2 separate regions of the Mus musculus genome follow, and region 2 is linked to region 1. A link is a contact called in public Micro-C data. All regions are on one chromosome and are shown on one strand. The core of a region is the stretch at or near the end of the contact, and the rest is flanking DNA. Distances in the headings are between cores, read along the strand shown. Region 1 overlaps Zbtb16 (zinc finger and BTB domain containing 16). Region 2 has its middle 5.6 kb from the start of Gm32335.

Region 1 (5,148 bases), core at 1,317-3,816:
CTTGGTCTCTAGTGTCACACAATAGCTTTGTCCTTTATAAAGTTTATCATCTTGGTTGGATTATTCATCTTCTTTAAATCACATTTTGCTCAGCCACGGTATCAGGACCATGTGATGCTTGGTTTGTTTGGGGTACCACGGAAGCGCTCAGCATGGACCTTGCATAGAGCATGCATTCAGGAAATGGTGGTTATTGTTACTGCATCATCCAAGTCTTATTAGAGATGAAGAGCCTCATCCCCTTACTAGGTAGGTGGTAAGAGGAAGGGCCGTGCCCGTAGTGATGATGATAGGGGAACTAACTGTTCCCCTATCATCCAGCTGCTTTTTCAAATTGGAGGTGTAGGAACTTCTGGGATCGTACCTATGCCCTCCAGCCAAGAGATCGTCTCCTGTGTGTCTGCCATGAGGAAATAGTAGAACCTTCTAGTCTCCTTTGCCCTAAAACCAGGAAACATCCTTTGAGCAAGTGTCCTCCAGTGCCCACTCTTTAAGTGTGCTTGAGAGGAGTAAGGGCATCATCCTACCCCTTCCTCAAAATGGAAGAGAGAAAGAGGCAGGCAAATGATGAGTAAGGCCATTTCTGGGATTCGCCTCCCCCTAATATAGGGAGCTAGGTTCAACTAAACCATGAACTTGCCCCGGAGAAGTCTTTAAGTCTCTCCTCCTGCTATAACCTTGCTCCAGAAGATCTCCAAGTTAACAGTCTCATTTTCTGTCAATCAGAAGAGGTTGTCCAGCTGGGTTGTCCATCATTCCTTTGTTCGCTTGCTCTCTGAGTTTTAGAGCATTATACCCAGGGAATAGCAGGTGCTTTGTGGCTATAACTCATAATGGTGACTAAAATTTGGTTCCTACCTTCCTGATGAAGGCCATAGTGCTGGAAAGACACGAGCAAGGAAGCTGAGCTTGGCCTTAGGTATGGATACTTGAAGAGATGGCCTTGACAGCTCTAGCTGTGTTAACTCCTCATGACTAAGGTAGATATTATTTCTCTCTCATCTTTGGTGGAGAACACTGAGATCTTGGGGGTTAGGGAACACCAGTCCAAGACAGACCTCTAATGAGTGGTGTCTTGTGGTTCTGTGTCCCAGAATCCCTTCTTTAAGTGGTGTCCTCTTCCTGTGGGGCCTGGCATTGAATCTAACCAGAGGCTTAAAGCCCATGCTTGGAAAAGGTACCCAGTTAAGAACCCTCCGCTCAAAAAGATCAAACTAGAATTAGGTCGGACTTGTATGACATTTCATTTTCAGCTCAAGCTTCTGCTCTTCTCCCAACCCCCACCCCTGACTCCAAAATACAGACTTTCTTTGACTGGCCTAGAAAACAAAATGTTTAGTTTCTATATTGCCATGTGACAGGGGAAGCCACTTAAACAAACTCAAGTGCTTAGATGCTACTTTTCATGGACCTAAAACTGGCTTCAAGCAGGTCTCTCAAGCCAGAAGCCGTGGACACACCCGGCAGTGGAGGCTTTGCTGTGGACTCTGCCTTTCCCTTTCAACAGGGAGTGGGCGTTGATGGACACTCACTCAAAGGACCCTTCCTGCTTTAGGGGAAAAGCAGACTAGAAGGTTCTATCACTTTTCTCATTGTTATGTCCAAAAGAATCCCTAACAAGAAGGACCTTCATGGCAGGGTTCTGACTCACAGTTTGAGGGCTGACAGTCCTTGGCGGTGGAGAAAGCATGGCAGCAGGTAGCTCTCTGGGAACAGGAGTGTGCAGCTAGGACTCCTTACTTCCTGACACCTTAGTAAAATAGGAAGCAGAAATACGGGAAAGAGGTATTCACCTGTTTTTCACCCTTCCCTTCTGGCTTTTCCAGTTTGAAACTCCAGCCCAGAGAGTGTCACTACCCACTTTCAGGGTGGATCTTCCTTCTTGAGTTGGTCTTCTTGAGAAATGCCATCAAAGACATACCCAGAGGTATCTCAAGTTATCTCAAGGCCACTCAAGTTGACCATTGAGATTAACCATCCCAGAAGAACACACATAACCAGCAGCTGATTGGCTCCTGGGATAAGGCAAACTGTGTTTCCAGCTCTGATGTTGGCATCCTGCCTTTCCTGGCCCGTGTCTCACCTTTGATATGTCAGTGACACTTAAAAAAAAAAAAAGATTGAGGCGTGCCCTTGACTCTGATCTTCAGGTGGCAAAGAGAGCCCTTGTTTGAAGGGCTCCTCATGGAGGCTGGCTGTGGGAAGAATGCAGGAAGGTAGCAGGTAAAGCCGGAGGTTTAAAGGGGAAACACTACCATGCCTCCTCGGGATCCCTGCCAGCCAGCCTTGCCCTAGACCTAGCTTTAGAAGGGCATGCTGGACACCTAGAAGCCATGTCAGGCGGATGGGATCCAGGCCTCAAGCACTGTCTCCGCCTCCCAAAGCCCAACCCCAGAGCAGACAGGAGAGAGAAGAGGAGGTAGATGATCAGAAATAACCTTGATCTCCCTGATACTTTACATGAAACAAAAAAAAAAAAAAAAAAAAGAGGAAGGACCAAGCCTCAGGCTCCTGCCCAAAGTGTAAGGTACGGGGGAGGGTAGGACAGTGTGAGTCATCAGCCGGACAGACAGACTCCGTGCTGGTTGGCAGGTTCTCACCCTTGAAAGCATAATAGCGTTTGACTTTTATAAATATCAGAGGTGATTCGTATAGCGTTTCACATGGTGTGCCAAGGAATTTAACACGAGGAAGCTCAAATCCCAGAATGGCCACAGAACGTCATAGGCACTTGGGGAGGGGGGGGGCGGGGTCATGTGCTGCCGCTTGTACAGTCAGTGCCCAGCATAGATTTACTCTTGACCTAATTTCATGCTGTTACTATAAAGGCATGCTTGATGCCTAATATAGAGTTTTATTTTCCAAGCACAGATCTCTCGGCTCTGCGGAAGCTGCCTGCTGTAGATCGGGGAGGGGCCACCCAGCTGTCACTTGCTGGTCTATACAAACTGCCTGCTCCCCTGCCAGTCCCCAGGGTCCCTCCAGCCAACTTCTGGAGGTTTCCCTCCATGGTGATTTTTTTTTAAGCTGGCATTAATGGTCATCTTTAGAGCAGTTTTCGGCTTGAAGCAAAATGTCCTAAAAGGAATAGAGACTTCTGAGAGTGCCCGTGTCCCCTCGCATGCAGAGCCTCCACTGCTGTTGGTGTCCTACAGCGCCACGGCTCATTTGTTAACCCTGTGGACCCGAAAGGACTGAGCATGCCAGTCTGAGGCCCACAGCTGACATGCAGCTCAGTCTTGGTGAGCATAGAGCAGCGTATAATGACACAGGTCCACCATACGGATCAGTTTCGCTACCTGAAAGTGCTTTTGTTCCCTCCCCCCCCCCGCCCTCCCGCTTCATCTCCCCAATACCTTTAAAGAGTTATTTTGGATTATGTGCGTGTGGGTATTCTGGGGGATCTGACACGTATTCTGGCTTCCTCAGACACCTGTACTTATATGTAAAAGGCAAACGTGGGTCCTGGGACCTGAGCTTGGGTCTGCTGCGGAAGCAGCACATGTTCTTAACTGCTTTGACAATTCTCTAGCCCCACACCCAATACCGTTGCCCCCGTTTTTGATTGTAAAAGATTGTATATGTGACTCTGGAGGGGGAACCTGCCTACGGCCTTGTGCATGCTAAGCAAGCGCTCTATCACTGAACTATACCCCCCAACCCTGGCGCTGGGGGCTAAAACTGATAGGCTTGTGAAGCAATTACTTCTACCTGACAACCTCAGTATTTCTTTTTTTCTCCTTCCCTTTTCTCCCCCTCCCTTGGTTCCCTCTCTCATTAAGCCCACACTGGTCTCAAACTCTCTATGTTAGCTGAGGCTGGCCTTCAACTTCTGATACCTCCTGCCTGCACCTCCCAAGTACTAACATTGCCGGTATACAGCTCCATTCCCACACTAGTCACATGAAGAGGTTACTGCCTTGGGCAGTGTTTGGGCAAATCACTGGTCTTTGATGGTCTGGAGATGGGTAAAAAGATGCCACCCAAGACAGGCTAGAGACGACTCATCACCTTGAACATCCACATCATAGCAGACATTCTGTTGGGACCCTGAGGTAGGGGAGGAGTTGTGGGCAGGACCCACACGGGCCTCATTGCTCTGCATCTCCTACCATGGCAAGAATGATGTTGGACACTGCTGTTGACAGAGGAGGAGACAGTGTGGTACTTGAAAGGGTCAATATCACAGGAAAAAGGAGAACAAGGCTTTTTTTTTTAATCATCCCATTTCCACCACAAATGTGCTTTATGACACAGAAAAAAAAAAGCTTCATTTTTTTTTCTAACTCTCACATGTATAGGGTGGGAACTGGACAAGAAAAATTGCTGTTTAGGGACTGTGTGATCCAGGGAAGAATCTAAGATCTGATCTTGTATTGACATTGTTGTGAATTCTTCTCAGCTAGTCTTCATATTCAGCAACTTTGTTTAGAAATACGGAGGCGGCAGTGAGGGGCGTAGCCCAGTTTGTAGAGTTTCTGGCATGCACAAAGCCTCCCTCCGGTCCAGTTCCCAACATTGCATAAATTGTGCATAGTAGTGCATGCCTATAGTCCCAGCACTCAGCTAGTGGAAGCAGAAAGATCAGAAGTTCAAGGTCACCTTCTGTGATATGGTGTTTGGGACTAGCCTGGGCTACATGGGCATATCCATATATACTTATATACATATTATATACATATTTAGGGATGCAAGTATCTGAGGAAGCCAGACTATGTGTCAGATCCCCTGGAACTAAAATTCAAGGCAGATGTGGCTGCTGGGAACTGAACTTGTCTCTTTCAAGTACCACACTGCCTCCCCCTCTGCTAACAATACTGTCGAACATCATTCTTGCCATGGTAGGAGGTGAAAGACAATGAGGCCCATGTGGGTCCTGTCCTCTGTTCTTCCCCCTACCCCAGAGCCCCAACAGAATGCCTGGCAGGAAGTGGATGTTCAAGATGATGAGTCAGGAAGCTTGAGTCTTCTCTAATCTGTCTTGCGTCAAGTGTTTTTACATACATACATACATACATACATACATACATACATACATACATACATACGCACGTGTGCGCACACACACACCTGTTGTAAACAATACAACAGTATCTGGAAAATGGTCAGGACTCCTAGGGAACAGCGTGTGTCTTAGTGGTGGTGACT
Region 2 (5,148 bases), core at 1,768-4,267, 180 kb before region 1:
GGTACAGCCACTTAAGGAGGCTCAGGAAGTTGACAGGGTTTACTCCACAAAGTCGCAGAGTGGGTGTTGGGCTGTAGGGAAGTCGGAGACACTTTTCTGGGAGTGGAGCCCAGTCTGAGGTCCTGGGGACAGCCAGAGATGGCTGGCTGGTTCTCAGGCTCTTGGACACCCAGGTGTCGTTGGGACCTGTAGAAGAGCTGAGAATGGAGTGGGGGCCCATGGCTTGGATCTAGCCAGGGGCTGAGGAGGAAAAGAGGGGGGCTCCAGCTGGTCCTACAGGGAGAAAGTCCTTGGCTTGGTGGTGGTGGACTTGAGCTTGGTGGCCGTGGCTTGGGGGCACAGAGATGCCTTCTACAGGAGATTAGACAGCAGCTCTATAGGCAAAGGCCTTCTCCATGGCTCCCCACAACAGATCCTGATGAAAAGAGGCAGTCCATGGTTTTAAGATATTTATTGTCATGTTGGAAAGTGGATGAGTAAAACCATACCCCACTTCTCAGATTGGGGCTGAGGTTAAATACCGTTTGCAGGGAGGAGTGTCTGGGAAGGAAAGCTTCTTGGCTAAGCCTCTGGGTCTCATTAAAATAGAGATCTGTCTTGGGGCTATGCGACCACAGGTCATGTCCTCTACCTGTGGAGGGGCTTGGAGCATTGCTTTTAGGTGACTGAAAGCCACAGATCTATGAAGGACTGTGGCCAGTGACAGCAGCCTGGTGGCGGGAATCAGGAGAAATGTCTACCATCTCTTTAGGGTCACTGGGGTTTCTAGCCTTAGCTCAACCAGGAACCAGGCTGCCTTTTACCATCCTACAGTCGGGTATAGATGAAAGTGCTTTAACTATTGAGCCCCCTTTCTAGCCCCAACACACTGTCTAGGTTTTCCCTTTGTGTGTGTGTGTGTGTGTGTGTGTGTCTGTGTGTGTGTCTGTGTGTGTCTGTGTGTGTGTGTGTGTGTGTGTATGTGTGTCTGTGTGTGTGTGTGTCTGTGTGTGTGTGTGTGTGTCTGTGTGTGTGTGTGTGTGTGTCTGTGTGTGTGTGTGTGTGTGTGTGTGCCACACACGTGTGTGTATGCAGAGGCCAAGGATCAACAATGGGTATCTTCCTTAGGCTCTCCTTGCACTTGGATCTCACTGATTTGGCTAGGCTACTGGCCAGCAGGGCCCAAGGATTGTCCCCCCCTCCCCCCACTCCCCACCCTGTCTCTGCCTTCCTCCAGCCTTAGGATTACAGGTACATCCCCCTGCCCCCACCAGCATTTTGTGAGTGCCAGGATCTGAACTCAGGTCCTTATACTTGCAAACACTTTACAGACTGTGACGTCTTCCCGGCCTCTCTCACACAAACCACCACGGCTCACACTGATCACCTAGAATCTGCTTATCTTGAGAAGTCTCTGCTCAGGAATGTCCTTCTGCCTCACAGTGCGCGTCACACTCACAGGCCTTAGAGGTCAGGAGCAGACACCCTAACCAGGGGCATAATTCCTACCCTGAGATCTTGGCCAATCTCCCATGTGCCTCCATCTTCCAGTCTGTGAAAATCAACATAACAAAGCACCTACCTTACTAGTCTGCTGTGAGGGTTTAGCAGATGATTAAATTTCATTCATTGGCTATTCTTGCTTTTTTTGTAAATCTAGCTGTCTCTAACCCAGGAAAGTTGTGAAGTGGGGCATCCTAGACACACTGAGTTAATACTGAAAGAGAAATCATGCTTTGTATCAGGCAACATGTGCGATATGTTCACTTTATAAATACAATTCAGCTCTAGAACCTCAAAGAAGGGGCCAAGAAAGCAGACAGGAGGCCAGGATACAACCATGGCAAGCAACAGGACCAGGCCCATTTTTCCCATTTCCTCCCAACCCCAGGACAGCCCATCCTCTTGAGTGGAGCTTTAAGATGGTGCCAGGGCTTCCAGAGCTAGACATTCCAGAATGGGGCTTAGAACTGAGGGCCCTGCAGGCCTCTGAGATACCAGGAACCACCTAGTCCAGCTTCTCTGTCCAGAACAGTGGGTGCAAGAGATGGTACGGTGGCTTCAACAAGATCACCCAGCCCAGAACCAGGGAATGGAATGGTGCCTTTCCCTCCTGATATTTCCATAGGGGTTCAGGCTCCATGTGTCCCCCACCCTTTCCTCTTGATTGATGTGTTCATGCCCCTTCCTTTGCTCCTAAGACCTACTCTCGGTGATGAACTTCAAACCCACCAGCCACCAGGCTTACAATTCTCCCAGGAGTCACTGCACTGTGCTATAGCGGGGTCTGTATCTGCCCAAATCGTGAGCTCACACTGCATGGGTGACACTGTTTACCCAGAGAGGTCTGCAGAGCAGAGCACTCTGCCTAGCACAGGATGGTGGCTCAATAATTGTTCAGTTAACAAAGGAAGTGGTGGGGTGGTTCCTACTGGAGCTCTTTTCTTTCTTTCTCTCTTTCTTTCTTTCTTTCTTTCTTTCTTTCTTTCTTTCTTTCTTTCTTTCTTTGTCTCTCTTTTTCTCTTTCTTTCTTTGTCTCTCTCTCTTTCTTTCTTTCCCTCCCTCCCTCCCTCCCTCCCTCCCTCCCTCCCTCCCTCTCTCTCTCTCTCTCTCTCTTTCTTTCTTTCTTTCTTTCTTTCGGTTTTCCAGACAGGGTTTCTCTGTGTAGCCCTGGATGTCCTAGAACTCACTTTGTAGACCATGCTGGCCTCGAACTCAGAAATCTGCCTGCTTCTGCCTCCTGAGTGCTGGGATTAAAGGCATGCACTACCACCACCCAGCTTGGAGCTCTTTTCTTATGATGACCATAAAGCCAGTGCTTTCCTGTCCTGGAAAAAAGTCACTGTGCATGCAGCAAGCCATTAAGTGGGGTCATCTGGGGCAAGTGAAGTACACCTGCTGCCTTGGGCTCTCTTCAGCCCTTTTATCAGCTATAGCCCCAGAGGCAAGAGAGTCTTTGGGTTCTCCACCTGTCTCTCCTCCCCTAGTCAAAAGAAGTCAGGCTGGTGGCTGGGGAAAGGAATGTCCTGCTTTGCCCAATGAATGGTCATGTCTTTCCTCCTGACATAGCCTGAGGAGTTAGAAGGCTTTCCTATGTGTGTGTGGGGTGGGGTGGGGTTGGAGGAGGTCATAGGTCAAATGACTCAGCAGAACTCATAGGAGACTGGCAACTCCTAGACCTTAGGAAGGAGGGACTGACTCTAGAACAGTCCCTGTTGAGCTGCTTGGGGGCGACCATTCACAGAACGGGCAAGCCTCCTCTATCTTCTCTGAGAGGTGATCTCCAAGGTGGATTGGGGTATGATAGGTGTGGTTTGAAGTGGGCACTGCCAGCTGAGAGAATCTCGCTGGGGAGCTGATAGTTGACCCAGAAGGGTTGAGCGACAAGAACACCTTCAATAAACTGTTGTCTTACTATGTGGGACATGATGGCACACGCCTTCAACATCCGCACTTGGGGGGCAGAGGCAGGCAGATTCCTACAAGTTAAGGCCAGTCTGTCTATATAGTGAGTCCTAGGACAACCAGAGTTACATAGTGAGACATTGTTTGTATTGTTCTTAAAACTATTCTTACAACAATATTCTTACTACCTTTGCACACAAGGAATCTGTAAGCTCCCCAGAAAATAAATTTGTTTTTCTGAGCCTCCTAACAGATCCTTGGGGCTTCCCAGATTAAGAGTGGAACAAAAATCACCCTGTATCCAGGAAGAGACAAGTAGCCCCCTCCCACCGGACCTCTGGTCCTGGATGTCAGAAATGGTAAGACGTGAAGATCTGCTGAGGTGTGTGCTATGCTGGGACTCAGGCTCTGCGTCACTGTCCTGGCATCTAATGCTCCAGCTTTACAGGTGGCTGTGTTGGCTCAGACAGGCTGTCCACCGCAGGGCAGAAGGTGCACTTCCCTGGAAATCCTGACACAAAGCCTTACAAAATCTGCATATGAAAAAAACCCCATCAGATGGCTTAGCAGGGATCCTTGCTCTACAAGGCTGATAACCTGAGTTCTATGTACTCACCCGAGTGCCAGCGGGCATGTGTGTGTGTGTGTGTGTGTGTGTGTGTGTGTGTGTGTGTGTGTATACAAGGGTACATCCCAAGTGCTAAAGATAAATCCGATGGCCACAGGCATGGAGGCACTCTATAGTGTGTGAATGTCACCTGGGCTCCTTACCATACTTAAACACATCCCTGTGTGGCACTGAATATGCTAATAGGTACGTGATATGTGAAGTTATATGTAGCACTGCGTGTAATGGATAGAGCATGGGCAGAAAATCCTGCACTACGCAAATGAACCTCAAAGCTCGGATCCCTTGTACAGTTGCTGAATTCTTGGCTCCAACTAACTTCCTTCTTTGGGAGTTGTGGTAGCTTGAATGAGAATGTCCCCCACAGACTTGGGTATTTGAACGCTTGGTTACCAGTTGGAGGCACTGTTTAGGGAGGCTATGACAAGGTGCATCCATGCTAAAGGAAGTAGGTCACTGGGGATACAGTCTGCTCCCAAATCCAGTTCTCTCTCTCTGCTCCATGTTTGCTGTTGATGATACAATTTGTTAGTTTCCTGTTCTTGTCGCCTCTTACCATGCAGTTCTCACCATTGAACTCTCCCTCTGAATCTGGAAGCCCGAATCAACTTCTTTCATATGCTGCTTTTGGTCACAGTGTTTTAGCACAGTAACAGGAAAGTAGCTAACACGGAAGTGTATCTTTTTCTTTGCATGTGTGTTCTTGTGCACCTGGTTATGTATGAACTTCGGTGTTCAGCATACAGTGAAGACATGATCAGTCCTTGGTCTGAAGCCCCTTGTTTGGTCTGCCAGCCCTAAGGTTCTGCCATTCTCTGTTTCTGCAGCATCAAGAATACAAAGGTATACAACCATATCTGGCCTTTTCTCTCCATTGTCTGTCTGTCTGTCTGTCTGTCTGTCTGTCTGTCTGTCTATGTATTATATTCCATAGTACACACATAGAGGTCAAGGAACCTCTGGGAGTCAGTTCTTCCTCCACCATATGAGTCCAAAAGACTGAATTCAGGTTATCATGGTCCACCTACCCTATCATAGTGGCTCCACAGTCCTGGCCCTTGAAGTACATCTTTTTCTAAACTGTTCTTGCTTCTGCCACAACAGTGAGTCTCTGCTCAATTCCTCCTTCAGGGACA

What was found. Hi-C and Micro-C count contacts between places; a contact is called where the count stands out from the background.
Region 2: a contact with region 1 is called in a Micro-C map of trophoblast stem cells, with 2.4 times the contacts expected there. The contact joins two enhancer-like sites. A contact is called at or near these places in 3 of 484 Hi-C or Micro-C datasets (the N1E-115 cell line, embryonic fibroblasts and trophoblast stem cells), 5 of 115 datasets of contacts at active chromatin or transcription factors (differentiating embryonic stem cells, embryonic basal ganglia, embryonic stem cells and 2 more) and 1 of 9 other capture datasets (embryonic stem cells).

The regions. Positions count from the first base shown.
Region 1 is chr9:48,705,064-48,710,211 of GRCm38.p6, reverse strand. The region is part of intron 4 of Zbtb16 (zinc finger and BTB domain containing 16); the gene reads left to right. Among named protein-coding and RNA genes, the nearest start is that of Gm32280, 38 kb to the right of the region's middle. Within about 2 kb of position 2,566, at least 57 of the 459 cell types and tissues checked have an H3K27ac peak or open chromatin away from gene starts, as enhancers often do. A contact at or near this core is called in trophoblast stem cells, where this site is marked.
Region 2 is chr9:48,888,055-48,893,202 of GRCm38.p6, reverse strand. No RefSeq gene overlaps it. Among named protein-coding and RNA genes, the nearest start is that of Gm32335, 5.6 kb to the left of the region's middle. Within about 2 kb of position 3,017, at least 5 of the 459 cell types and tissues checked have an H3K27ac peak or open chromatin away from gene starts, as enhancers often do. A contact at or near this core is called in trophoblast stem cells, where this site is marked.